Regions from separate parts of the Anas platyrhynchos genome. Here region 1 is linked to region 2. The links are chromatin contacts, called in public Hi-C maps. All regions are on one chromosome and are shown on one strand. Each heading gives the region's core, a stretch centred on a gene start, on an enhancer-like site or on the middle of the called end of the contact. The rest is flanking DNA. Distances are from core to core; before and after follow the strand shown.

Region 1 (5,917 bases), core at 2,792-5,291, 44 kb after region 2:
AAACTTTTAACCCTACATTTGGCAGCACTTTTGAAATAATAGAAAAGACAACTTGAGCTGTTAGGAACTTTAAATGCAAGATACTTTGATCATATTTTAAGAAATTCTACTGCATATGTTTTTTACTATCATATGAATGTTTTAGGGCTTCTGGAAAAACGTATATATTCCTCAAAATAGATTTTTTTTTTTCCTTCTGGACACGAATATGTAAGTTGTGTGAAGAAATGAAGTTTAGTAAGAACTCATAGGTATAAGAAGACCTTCACCACGTTCGCCACCTTGTGGCTTGCTGCAGCACTAGCCTTGCTTGTCTGGAATTACCCTCGGTAAACCTGGCACTATTCAACCCTTATCTCTCAACAGAAACTTTCAAGGCAGTATTCATCGTACAGTCTGTGCAACAAAGGCGTACACGTAAAAGTTAGGATGGATGTACAAACAACTCTTTAGAGCCCCAGAGGGAGTGCATGTCAAGCGCAAAACACTCTGCAGTGCCTGGAGACAAGATTACGGCAGAAACCAATTCATAACCTTCAGATAACAAACTTTAAAATACTACAGAGGTTAATGACAATGTTTTTGCTAATTTTTGTCTTAAGCTCTTTAAATCAGTCTAATAGATGAAAATATGCTGAAACATACGGAATAGTAATAGTTAAACAATTCATTGCTATTCACCAGAAAAGTAATTAGACACAATGTTATCACACATTGATTAAAGCAAGGAATAATATGTGCTAAGCGCAAGAACAGAATCTAACTAACAATATGTTACTTTTTATCTTAGCTATGAAAAATAAATAATAAACATTATGATGACATAAAGTTGCACAGGAGCAGGTCTGAAAACTACAGTTGTGTTTTTGTTTGTTTGTTTCCCCCCCACCTCCGTATAACCCAAACCATCTGGTTCAATGTCCTGAGCATAAAAACTTAACTGAGAGAGCTAGCAGAAAGCAATCTCCAAATGGTAAGATTGGAACAGGGAACAGTAGTTATGCAAAATAATAATTAAAAAAAAAAAGCTTTATGGAAAGACCTGCGCTGCAGACAGCAGTGTAGGGAGAAATGCACTTTCCTCCTAGTCACGTATATGGTTTTAAGATACAACCCATTTCAGCAATTTTACATAAAACTAATAAACTCCTTAAAGAAATACAGTGGCCATTTCTGTCTGTCACCCTGTAAAGCAATATGAGTGGGTGACCTGTTAAAGGCTCCAACTATCAGGCTATCAGCCACGCAGCGTCTCATGTGACCAAAGCCTTCTCCCTGTGCATGCTCACTTCTCAGTTTTGCAACAACCTGTTGAGACATCCTCCGTTGATCCTCTTCACCACAGGCTCAACCTTTATCAGAGGCAGATCAAACATAATCTGTCACGGCTGTTCAAGGCACATGCTCCCTCTCAGTACTCATGGCCATCAGTGAAACTGCTCTACCAGTAACGTGATTTACACATACTACACCACATAGGCCTGCTCTAGCATTTACCTTGAAGATTCGGGTTGCTGATGTCAGAAATCAATGTAAATTTAGAAAGACATAGAAATTGATTTCTGATTCGACAGTGGTCTCTACCTCCTCTTAGGCTCAGTCATTATTCTATATTACGCCTTTCCCTACAGACTAAACATTTTAAATTGTCAAATCAGATAACCACATCACTTTTTACCAAAATAGTCAGTAGAAGAGGCATATTTTTAGCAGTAAAGCTGTAAAAGAAATACTTTTTAAGTTCTGTCCCTAAGGTGACTAGTTTAAAATTCTCTTTCAAAGAAATAAATCTACAGTAATTAAAAGTGTTAACAGAATATTTAAAACATACCCCTAAAGAGACATCGTAATCTTCTGGGGTAAAAGGCTTATCGGTTAGGTCCTCAAAGAAATCTGCTAAGGAGTCCAGTGTTTCTTCAGCCAGTTTTTCATAAGTGGTCTCATCTAAAGAGCTACGAACAACATAAGATCACATAATTAGGAAGGAAGACATGGAAGGCAGAATTTTCCATATAATGAAAAATACCAAGACCGTGGAGGACACAGTAATCATGAAACAATCACATTAAACAAGCAGTCTTTTTTTTTTTTTTTAAAGGTGATATAGGCAGGTAACAACACACCTTATAAATGGAGGTGGAATTTTAAAATTTGTGTAGTAGAGAACTCCAATTAAAGACCATGTACTTCTTTTTTTAGATAATAGTGACCTATGAGTATTAGGAAGATAGAGTTAGGTGTCAAAATAAGGCATTTTCATAGAAGAACCTTCTGTAAGAACAAAGGAAGCCATAGTTAATGTTTGAAACTGTATGGATAGACACAAGACTCTCCCGTTTAGAAGCACAAGTAATTTGACTATACGGAACCAAATGTAGCTACAAGCAGAGATTTAGAAACATCAATGTCAAATGTCATGTCTACATGCAGCACTTGATTTCTCCCCTGGAATTACCAACTAGTTATCATTTAAAATGCACACATGAACTAATGCTTTTACAATTAACTTCTTCAGCTTCTCAAAGAACCCTTGTAGCCATTACATAAGGCTTACAACACTTACGAAACCGCTTCTGTTATCCTCTTTAAGTCTAGAAATGCTATCAAATCACTGAAGTTTTTCTTAAAAAACTGTAGCAGTGTCAGCTTTTAAAGATTGTTTTAAAGATTCTGTTGGTATCTCTACCAACAGACAATTTGGTGAAATCACTTGTTTTGCTAAGAGATACAGCAAAACAGGAGTTACTGTGATCTACGGGGACTCGGTATATTTCACCTGATGTAGAATGTACTCTTTAAAAACATTTCTTATTAGTCAATTACCAAAACACACTCCACACCACTTACCTCAGGGATACCACAGAAATACCTACAGTTCCAGAGAACAGAAGGCCTGAGGATTAGGCAGGACTCACGTACTGATTCAGGATGCAATTCAGGTACCTAATGGTAAGCACCATTCTAGACATCTGCACAATATTTAACTGGGCCTCCAACTGCAGCATCATCCAGGGAGAAGTCTCTCACGGGTACCCTGTCACATCCTGCCTGTGAAAGGCACAATTTTCATGTTCCCTGACAATGTGAGATGGTGCCAGGCACCCACCTTTCGGTACAGGAGTTGTTCCCTGTGTAGCCTCCCAGACACACACAAAATGATTTTCCCTAGAACTGTACTTTTCCTGTGAATCATTGTATCAACATTATATTAGTTTGATAGCTGCACCACATCTACAATTGTTTTAGAAGGCACAGGCGATATTTTCATATGAATAACATAGTCTGGGAATATTCTCAGAACAACATTTACCTTCTGTCACTCAGAGTCCCTGCGTTTCTCACACTCACAAACCGCACCGCCCTGCTCTTCAGCTCCGACGCACACTGTAGCTGCTGTCGAAAATAAATGTCAGTAAAAGGGAATTAAACGTTAAAACGCGAGGAGCATGAATCATGTAGTGGTCACACAAACTGAACAGATTTGAAGACCTCGCCGTCCTCAAGTAAAATATTTATATTCTGTATTACAGAGCTAATACCGGAAGAATTATGCAGCTTTAGTCCCTTGCATGACTGAGTCCATCAGTAACATCCTTGTTTTCTGTTACAAGCGAGTGAGAAAAAAAATAAAAATAAATATAGATATAGAATGGAGAGCTATTTTTTTCGCTGTAACACAAAATGACAGAGGAGGCCCGAGCCACACTCGGGCTCCCCCCCGGGCTCCAACCCCGCGGTGCCGGAGGAGCCCCCCCGGCCGCGGGGCAGGCCCGAGGCCGCCCCGCTCCCCTCCCGCCCCCCTCCCGGCCCCGCACTCACCGCCCGGCCGCGGACGGTGGCGGCGGCCGCGGCCCCGGCCCGCTCCAGCGGGGCGCCCCCGGGGCCAGCGCTTCGCCGCCGCGCCGCCGCCCGCCGCGCCGCCCGCACGGCGCAGAGCGCTGCCGGCCTCCACATGCCGCCGCCGCCGCTCGCTGAGGAAGCGGCCGGGGAGGAGCCTGCACCGCACGGCCCGGCCCGGCCCGGCCCGGCCCGGCGGCGGCTAACGGGAGGCCGCGAGGCCGCTACCGCCCTCCGCCGGCGCCGCGGGGAGCAGCGCAGCGCGGCTCGGCCCCGGCGCCCACAGGCGCTGCCCCGGCTCGGGCTGCCGGCCCGGCGGGGCGGTGTGGAGCTGGGGAGCGGTGTGGAAAGCGTTACTTACACACACACACACACACACAGAACAAAAATAAATAAAAAGCAAAAGACTTACCATGGAGATAGATAAGAACTAACAGGCGCTTACTGCTTGATTACCGTGTGCTGCGTTTTTACACGTCTAAAACTCACTGGAGTAAACAGCTGGCACCTTGCGATGCTTCAGGAAATAGGCCGTCAGCTTTTCAGCAAAACTTGGTGTGTTTCTTTGGTTGGTTGTTTTTTTTGTTTGTTTGTTTGTTTGTTTGTTTTTTTTTTTTGTTTCTTGTTTGTTTGTTTGTTTGTTTGTTTGTTAAAGCAAAACTTGGTGTGTTTTATGTTTGTTTGTTTGTTTGTTTTTCTTTCAGCCCAAAACCCAGAGAATTCAAGTAGGCTGTGCACATTTCAACTGAGACTTTTGATGTGTGTAGTTGAAAGCGGTTTTACCAAACCAGGTAACTTCGCTTCGCCACCCCGTCTCTTTCCAGCAGTGTCCTGAGTGCTGTTCTGTTGCGAGTGCCTTCTCTCGGACTGTATGCGTCCTTGTTGCAGTCTGCCACTGCAGTTTTTATATGTCATCTGGACACAAGATGCTCTCTTGTTCCTTGAAGACTGATCCCACGTGCTTATCACTACTGGAAGAAACTACTTGTGTTTTTGCAGCTACAGTGGTCTAAACGTTGAGATAAAGCTTGCAGGGAGAAATAACTTTTATCAGTCCAAAAAATATGTTAGTAAAGCAAACAGTTCTTTTTTCATACGTTGGTGGGGAGAGGGTAAAGCAGCTGGAAGAATGCTTTTTTTTTTTATTTTAGTAAAAGATAGTGCCTGCTTATACTTTGCCATTCCTATACAGCATCCTATCTAGTTTGCCATTTCTATAAAACATTATATTTTCTGGTAGTTTCCAGGTAGTTTCAGTGATTTTTCTTTAATGGTCCAAGGTTACATGCAACTCTCAGTAGGAAACGTGCATCTCTTGTTTCTAAGTTAATAACAAGTCAATGAATTAGCGTAGATGGAGCATTTTCTTCATTGTTAGCATTCTTAGTCTCGAAACTCTCAAGAAATTGACAACAATGTTCACGGTAATGAATTTCACAGTGCATTACTACCAGAGATGATTGTTTCCACAACTTCGAAAGGGTACAAAGAATGTGATTTCTCCAATGATTCATTACGTTTTTTGTCACGATCCTTGTTCCTTAGATTAATGTTCATACCACAGCAAGTTGCTATCCGTACCTTTTTAGGCTGGCATAAAATACCTGCCAAGCATTTCCAGATGCAAAGTGGCTGCAAGCTCAGGCCTTGTGCCTTCAGTCTGTAAAGAGTCAGTATCAATCTGTGAGCTACTGCATGCATCCTGGCAAAAAGGGGTCAGCAAATGGCCTCTGTGTAGCACAGCTGGAGCACATGACCTCTTTTATATGACCTTTACCACTGCCTAGCGTTCTGGGTTTGGGCAAGTAATATCAAGTTATATGAAATGAACTTACCTGCAGCATAAGCAAAGGCACCAGGAAAACAGATCTGGGGATAGGAGTTAGTGTTTTCAAACTGCTGAATTCTACTGCAAGGACACAAAGTCACAAAGTACTCTTTTTTTTTTTTTTTTTTTTTTAATAACTGAGGATGACTATTCAGTGCTATTAGTAAAGGCAAAGCTCAACCTCTCAGTACTATATGATTAAGTTACAGGGCCAAATACACATATCTGGAGTTATTCACAATGTATCAGTAA
Region 2 (6,309 bases), core at 1,128-3,627:
GCAGAACTGAAGAGACAAAGGGCAACCATATTGTTCACCACACTACTGGGAAGGCTAAGTGACGAACACACATCTCGGTCCCATTTTCACTGTAGCCCTGCTTCTAATTCATACTGCAATGTTCCAGATCTTCTAGTACATAATTACTATTATTTATTTAAAAGTGAAAGGAGATGGAAAAAACTTGCATACATGCACAACATCTCCACTGATCCAGAGCTCTGATAAGTTGTTTGCTTTTTAATTCAAACTGTATCACTTAATCCAGCTCACAGTGTGTGTGTGACATATGAAGCTTAAATGCAATGAAGGATATCACACAATCTGCCCATTATAGCAGTCCCTGCGCTGTAACTCTTAGAGTGGTTCACAGGGGTGAAATCAAAATGGCATCTTCAGCTCAAAGATTTTTTTTGCAGAATTTTGCCTGGATACAGTTAAAGTCAGATCAAAATAGAAACACAGGATTTGAGTTCTGCAGGTATTTAATTACTCTTCAATTCCCTATAATAAAGGGGATAACAAATAGCCTGGATGCTACAAAAAAGCCACTACAGAATGTGGTATTAGAAATCCTTTTCCTGGATTACTGAGTAAAGCACATAATCTCTGAATAGTTTTATTGATTTTAATTATGTATTAGAGAAACTCCTAAACAAAACCAGGGAGGTTGTACATATAATTGTGCAATGCATATGTCAGTCTCATATGCAGTCTCATATGTGAGTCTCATAATGCATATGTGGAAAAAATATTAACTGTTTCTCATGGAACTTCGTTTTTTTTGTTTTGTTTTAATCTGTCAATGCCAAAACGATACTGCATAGGAAACTTGTTTTCCTAACACTTAAAGCCTGACACTCACTTCATTATATTGAAGACTTTCAGAAAGCAGACTAACCATTTTGAGAGAAAGAAAGAGCAGAATTAAGAATTTCCAATAGCATTTTTTGTTCAGGCGACTTTAGAAAAAGCTAATAAAATCCCCAAATATTTTTGTTCATTTGTTTGCTTGTTTTCTTAAGATGATTTCTTCTACTCAGGCCCACCAAGGTTTCTGTTTCTTTGCCTCTAGAAACGAGCATCTTTAGGAAACTCATAGAAGACAAGCTGACAAGTTATTTCCTCAAAATGTCGACAATCCATGCAGGTTGGGAAAACACTGAGCACAGATTCAGTGAACGACTCGCAATTAATCCGGAGAGCCACTAGGTGGTGCGGTGATGCTGTCTGTAACAGAGGCCTACGCAGTCCCCCTTGCTGCACAGAAAGTTGAGTAAGGCTGTTGTTCCTACTTCGCAACTTGAGACTATCACTTTCACACATAAAATGGCCATTTCTGTGAAGAGCTGGATTCATTATTATACAATATCTTAAATTATTTTTCAGAATAGTTTGGCATTTGAGCGATTTTCATAGATACAATCTGTATAAATAAATAAAAGAAACGTTGAGAAAGGTCCAATATCTTCCTAGGCTGAAATCCTACCTTGAAACTTTTATTTCAGACTACAAAATGACAAGAATCGCCCAGCAGGAGAGCACCTGAAGACTGGCACAAAGGAATTCCGGCCACGCCAGCCAGCTTCATCGGGGCCCAACTCAAACATCTCTGTGCTAACACCTGTAGTACAGGGAGTAAACAAGGCGTTAGAGGTGTACGCACGCCTGCAGGGCTATGAGCTCACCGACATTACACAGAAGTGGTGGGACGGCTCTGTGACTGCAGTGTTGGAATGGAGGAATACAGGCTCTTTAGGAAGGACAGGCAGGGGAAAAAAAAAAAGAAAAAAAAAAAAGGAGCAGCTGGAGTGCATGCAGCTCTGCCTGGGGATGGGTGAGGAGCTGACAGAGCCTGTGGGCCAGGATTAAAGGGAGGGCAGGGACAGGTGACATTTAGTGGGGGTCTGCTACAGGCCACCTGATCAGGAAAACCAAGCAGCTGAGGCCCTCCACAGGAAGAGAGAAGCAGCCTCATGTTTACAAGCCCTGGTCCTCACGGGGGACTTCAACCACTCTGGCACCTGTTGGAGGGACAGCACAGCAGGGCATGGGCAACCCAGGAGGTTCCTGCAATGAATTAATGATAAATTCTTTCCCAGGTGACAGAGGATCTGATGAGGAAAGGTGTTGACATGGACAGGGGCATTGAGCGCACCCTCACCTGGTTTGCCAGTGACCCCAAGGTGCTGTCAACACTGAAGGGAAGGGATGCCATCCAGAGTCACCTGGACAGGCTTTAGAGGTAGGCCTCTGAACTCATGAAACTTCTGGAACTCAAGAAGTTCAACAAGGCCAAGTGCAAGGTCCTATCCTGAGCTGGGGCAATCCCAAGCACAAATATAGGTTGGGCAGAGAAAGGATTGAGAGCAGCCCTGAGGGGAAGGACACAAGGGTGGTGCTGGATGAGAAGCTCAACAGGAGCCAACCACGTGTGCATACAGCCCATAAAGCCTACTGTATCCTGGGCTGTGTATCCGTACCCACACAAACGCAGTGTGGCCAGCAGGGTGAGAGAAGTGATTCCCCTCCTCTGCTCTGGTGAGGCCCCAGCAGGAGCACTGTGTTCAGCTCTGGGGCCCACAGTGCAAGGAGGACATGGACATGTTAAAACTAGCCCAGAGGAGGGCTACCATGATGATCAAAGGGCCGGAGCACCTCTCCTACAAAGACTGGCTGAGGGAGATGGAGTTCTTCAGCCTGGAGAAGAGAAGACTCCAGGGAGAACTTACAGCAGCCTTCCAGTCCCTAAAGGGGGGCCACCTACAGGAAAGCTGGGGAGGGACTCTGTCAGGGAGTGTAGTGATAGAATAGCTTTAAAATAAGAGACAGTAGGTTTAGATTAGATATAAGGAAAAAGTTATTTACTCTGAAGGTGGTGAGGCACTGACACAGGCTGCCCAGAGCAGCTGTGGATGCCCCATCCCTGGAGGTGTTCAGAGCCAGGCTGGATGGGGCTTTGGGCAGCCTGGTCTGGTGGGAGGTGTCCCTGCCCATGGCAGGGGGTTGGAACTGGGTGATCTTTAAGGTCCTTCCAACCCAAACCATTCTGTGATTCTATAATTCTGTTAAGACATGGTATTAGTGTTTTTGTTTTGTTTTCCTTTAATCTCAATTTTTAGGAGCACACATTCTATATTATCAGACAAACATGCCTTTTTTTTTTTTTTTTTTAAATTTCAGCTTTATTAAGTCACTTTCTTCCACAACTAGTTCCAGGATTAATCGCACAGTTTATATAAAGGAAATAGACGTCCCCCCAAAGGGAAAAACATCCAATACTCTAGAGATAAACCATACGCATTACTTATCAATCCCACCAAGACCCCATGGGAATAAGTAGCAGAAAAATTCTAAACAAGAGCTTTGAACCAATACAAAATGACTCTCTATATAAAGTTAGAAACACTACATTCAGTACTAAAAATAAAAAGAATCACTGCCATGTTTTTGGAGTAAAGCTTTTTATTCTAGCCTGAATTCTTTATTGTAATTTGACCTGAATGGAAGTAGTTAAGTACCTTTACACTTGCCTGCTCCTACTTCTCATCAGCAGAATGAGGACACCTCAAAGGACCTCAGACAAAGCTGTAATTTGTCATTAAAATGGAAAAGGCGAGCAAAACACACACAGGAACTTTCTAAAGTCCACTTATATTCCACAGTACTTGTTATCTCTGCCAGTAAGAATGACAGTCATTCCAATTCAGCACCTAGAAGCTACATGTATATAGGATTATATGGTGTTTTTAAAACTATAATACTTATTGCACAACTATGTTTTTAACAACTGCTCCCTCTGTAACTATTAGAAGTGGACAAATGCAAAAACAGCTACCTGAGCTCTTCTGACAATGTGCTATGAAGAGCAGTCCTTATTTAGCACTGCCATGAAGAAAATAATGATGTGAAGGGCAAAAAGAGGTATATTCCCAGTAGACTGTAACAAATTTGGGATGTAAACTCATGATCAGTTTACAACCTTGACATGCTACACCAAGAACATACATGTAAAAGTTCTAAAAAGGCTGGAAGGGAGTGGAAAGGATGAGCAGAGTAGATTGCTTTTGTTACAGATGAATTCTGTTGAGCTTAGATACATACATATGCATCAAAGAACAGCACAGTATCTCATTACAAACTAAACAAAAGTCCATTCAATAAGAAAAAAACTGATTACAACCAGAATACAGCTCCAAGATCCACAGGTCATACCTACCAAAAATTTAAAGACCCTCAGAAATACAGCTTAGATCTATTTCAGGAGCAAGTCCCCTCAGGTATCTTTTGCCCAACAACACTTCTGTTATTACCCTACTGAAATTATGCAGCAATTGTTCTAGTGCTTCCCCCAACAGGAAACAACCAATTGTTCAAAATTTGCACAGGGAACAGCTTCAATTCAAATACAAAATTGCCATTTTTGAGAAAACATACCCCATTTCCAGGGGAAAAAAAGAAGAGCAAAAATGTATTATTCTCTTCATTTTTCAGAAAGCAATTTCTGCCTCTTGAGAAGTAGCACTTTGGAAACTAACATTTTTTCCATCAGAGTTTTTTTTTTTCTTCCCTTTTTTATTTCTTCTGTTCACATTGTTTCAGAGAACAACAGAAATTGCTTTCCATTAGTGTTCTGGGACATGGCAGCATTGCTCCAGTAGAGGAGCCCTGGAACATTCACTTACACAGGCACAGCAGGGGTCCTAAGGGAAAGCACAAGCCTCACCTCTCAGCTCAGTGCATGCTCAATCTTGCAATAAAGTGCTTTTCCCCACCACCTCTTTTCAAAATAAATGCTTCAGGACATAAGAAGCTGCAAATAGCGCAATTTCAGTTGAAGATCAAAACTAACCTAGGTAAAAGGCCGCTAGATCAATAGCTCTTGAGTGTGCAGCATATAAATTATTTTCACTTTCCAGGGTGTGTGTGTGTGCTTACGTATATATCTGTATATATAATATACACACACATGTACGCACTGTTTCTTTTTTCAAAGTTTTCCTGGATTTTCACGTGTAATACCGTATGGAATAAGGTGCTGTACACATTTTTTCCTGAACGCTACAAGGAAGGTAATGACAGGTCGCTAAATTTACGGTCCCTCTAATCCCAAATAGCTTTAAAGGTTGTCTGACTTCATCACTTCTACTCACTTTAACCATAAAACCTAAAGCATTTATTTCTGTTCACGTTGTTGCTATACTTTCTGCTCTTTAAGACCCTCACGCAAACAAAGTCTGAGAAACAAAATGCAGTAGCAGTTTGGGCACAAGGAGAGTTCAGCAAGACACTTTTTTCTTGGCAACCATAAAAAAACTGTACTGATACACCTGTGGGACAGGGAGGTAAAACTCAACTTAAATGAGGTAACTTAAATGTCTTTTTATTAGCTTATCTGAAAAATGTAAGTACAGCTGCTATTACTCCAGTGTCCCACTTCAGAATCAGCCACTCTGTGCAGCCAAAGCATACATTTTACACTTGCATCTTAAAAATTTGAAAGAAACAAAAACCAAATATATCCATCCTGTGGATGGATACAATTTCCAGTTCTTACTCGACTTCAGTGCTGCACCTTCTACTGCTATTGTTTCTGAATGCTTCTCCTCCTGGCACCCATGTCAGAACAGGAAGTCAAGGCCTAGAAGCAACCAATTCTAGCATCGAGCAACTACTGCTGCAAAAATGTGTTTCTGCTATTCCATGACCCTGATAGACTCTGATTGCACGAATGTCATTAGTTATCCAATAAAACTCCCAAATTTGAGAAAAACAACCTGGTTATTGCCCCGCTGCTTCATGTAACTTGTTTTTTAAAAGATCGATGCATTGCTGGGATACAATCCAATCAGGTCAGCATTTATATTTAATTATCCAGTCATAATGCGAGACAATTCAAACAATTGTACAATTGTTAGCTCTTGAGCTCAGTCCCAAACCACATTAGATTTTCTTTCCCTGTTAAGTTTTCTAGTTTCCTTTGTTCTAACTATTAATATGAAAGTGATACACCATATTCTTACAAGCATTTTGCTTTTGTTGAAGCGTTCCTGTGGCAGTACAATTATATACGGCTACATTAGCTTTCTTTTCTTGTCTGGCAGAAATAAACTTGAATAAGGTTCTGTATAGTACAGAAGTTTTGATGGTATATTGAACTTTAAGACTACATCCTACTACTACCACAACATAAATGTAAGAGAAGGTCACTATCACACAAGGTAGATTAAAAAAAAAAAAAGCTGCAACTTCATTTGAATGCCCATAATACTAAGAATACAATTCAGACTTGTTAAAAAATGTTAAAAA

The links. A called contact is a pair of places that touch in the nucleus more often than the background predicts.
Region 1: a contact with region 2 is called in a Hi-C map of subcutaneous adipose tissue, with 4 times the contacts expected there. The contact joins the promoter of FXN here to the enhancer-like site in region 2. A contact is called at or near these places in 5 of 8 Hi-C or Micro-C datasets (F5 follicle, liver, skeletal muscle and 1 more).

Annotation. Positions count from the first base shown.
Region 1 is chrZ:37,556,712-37,562,628 of IASCAAS_PekinDuck_T2T, forward strand. It overlaps FXN (frataxin), which reads right to left and starts at 4,042. Exons shown (of 5, transcript XM_027446906.3): 1 at 3,820-4,042; 2 at 3,311-3,390; 3 at 1,832-1,952. The coding sequence starts at 3,954.
Region 2 is chrZ:37,513,899-37,520,207 of IASCAAS_PekinDuck_T2T, forward strand. All of the region lies in intron 3 of TJP2 (tight junction protein 2), which reads right to left. Among named protein-coding and RNA genes, the nearest start is that of TJP2, 30 kb to the right of the region's middle. Within about 2 kb of position 2,378, at least 2 of the 8 cell types and tissues checked have an H3K27ac peak or open chromatin away from gene starts, as enhancers often do.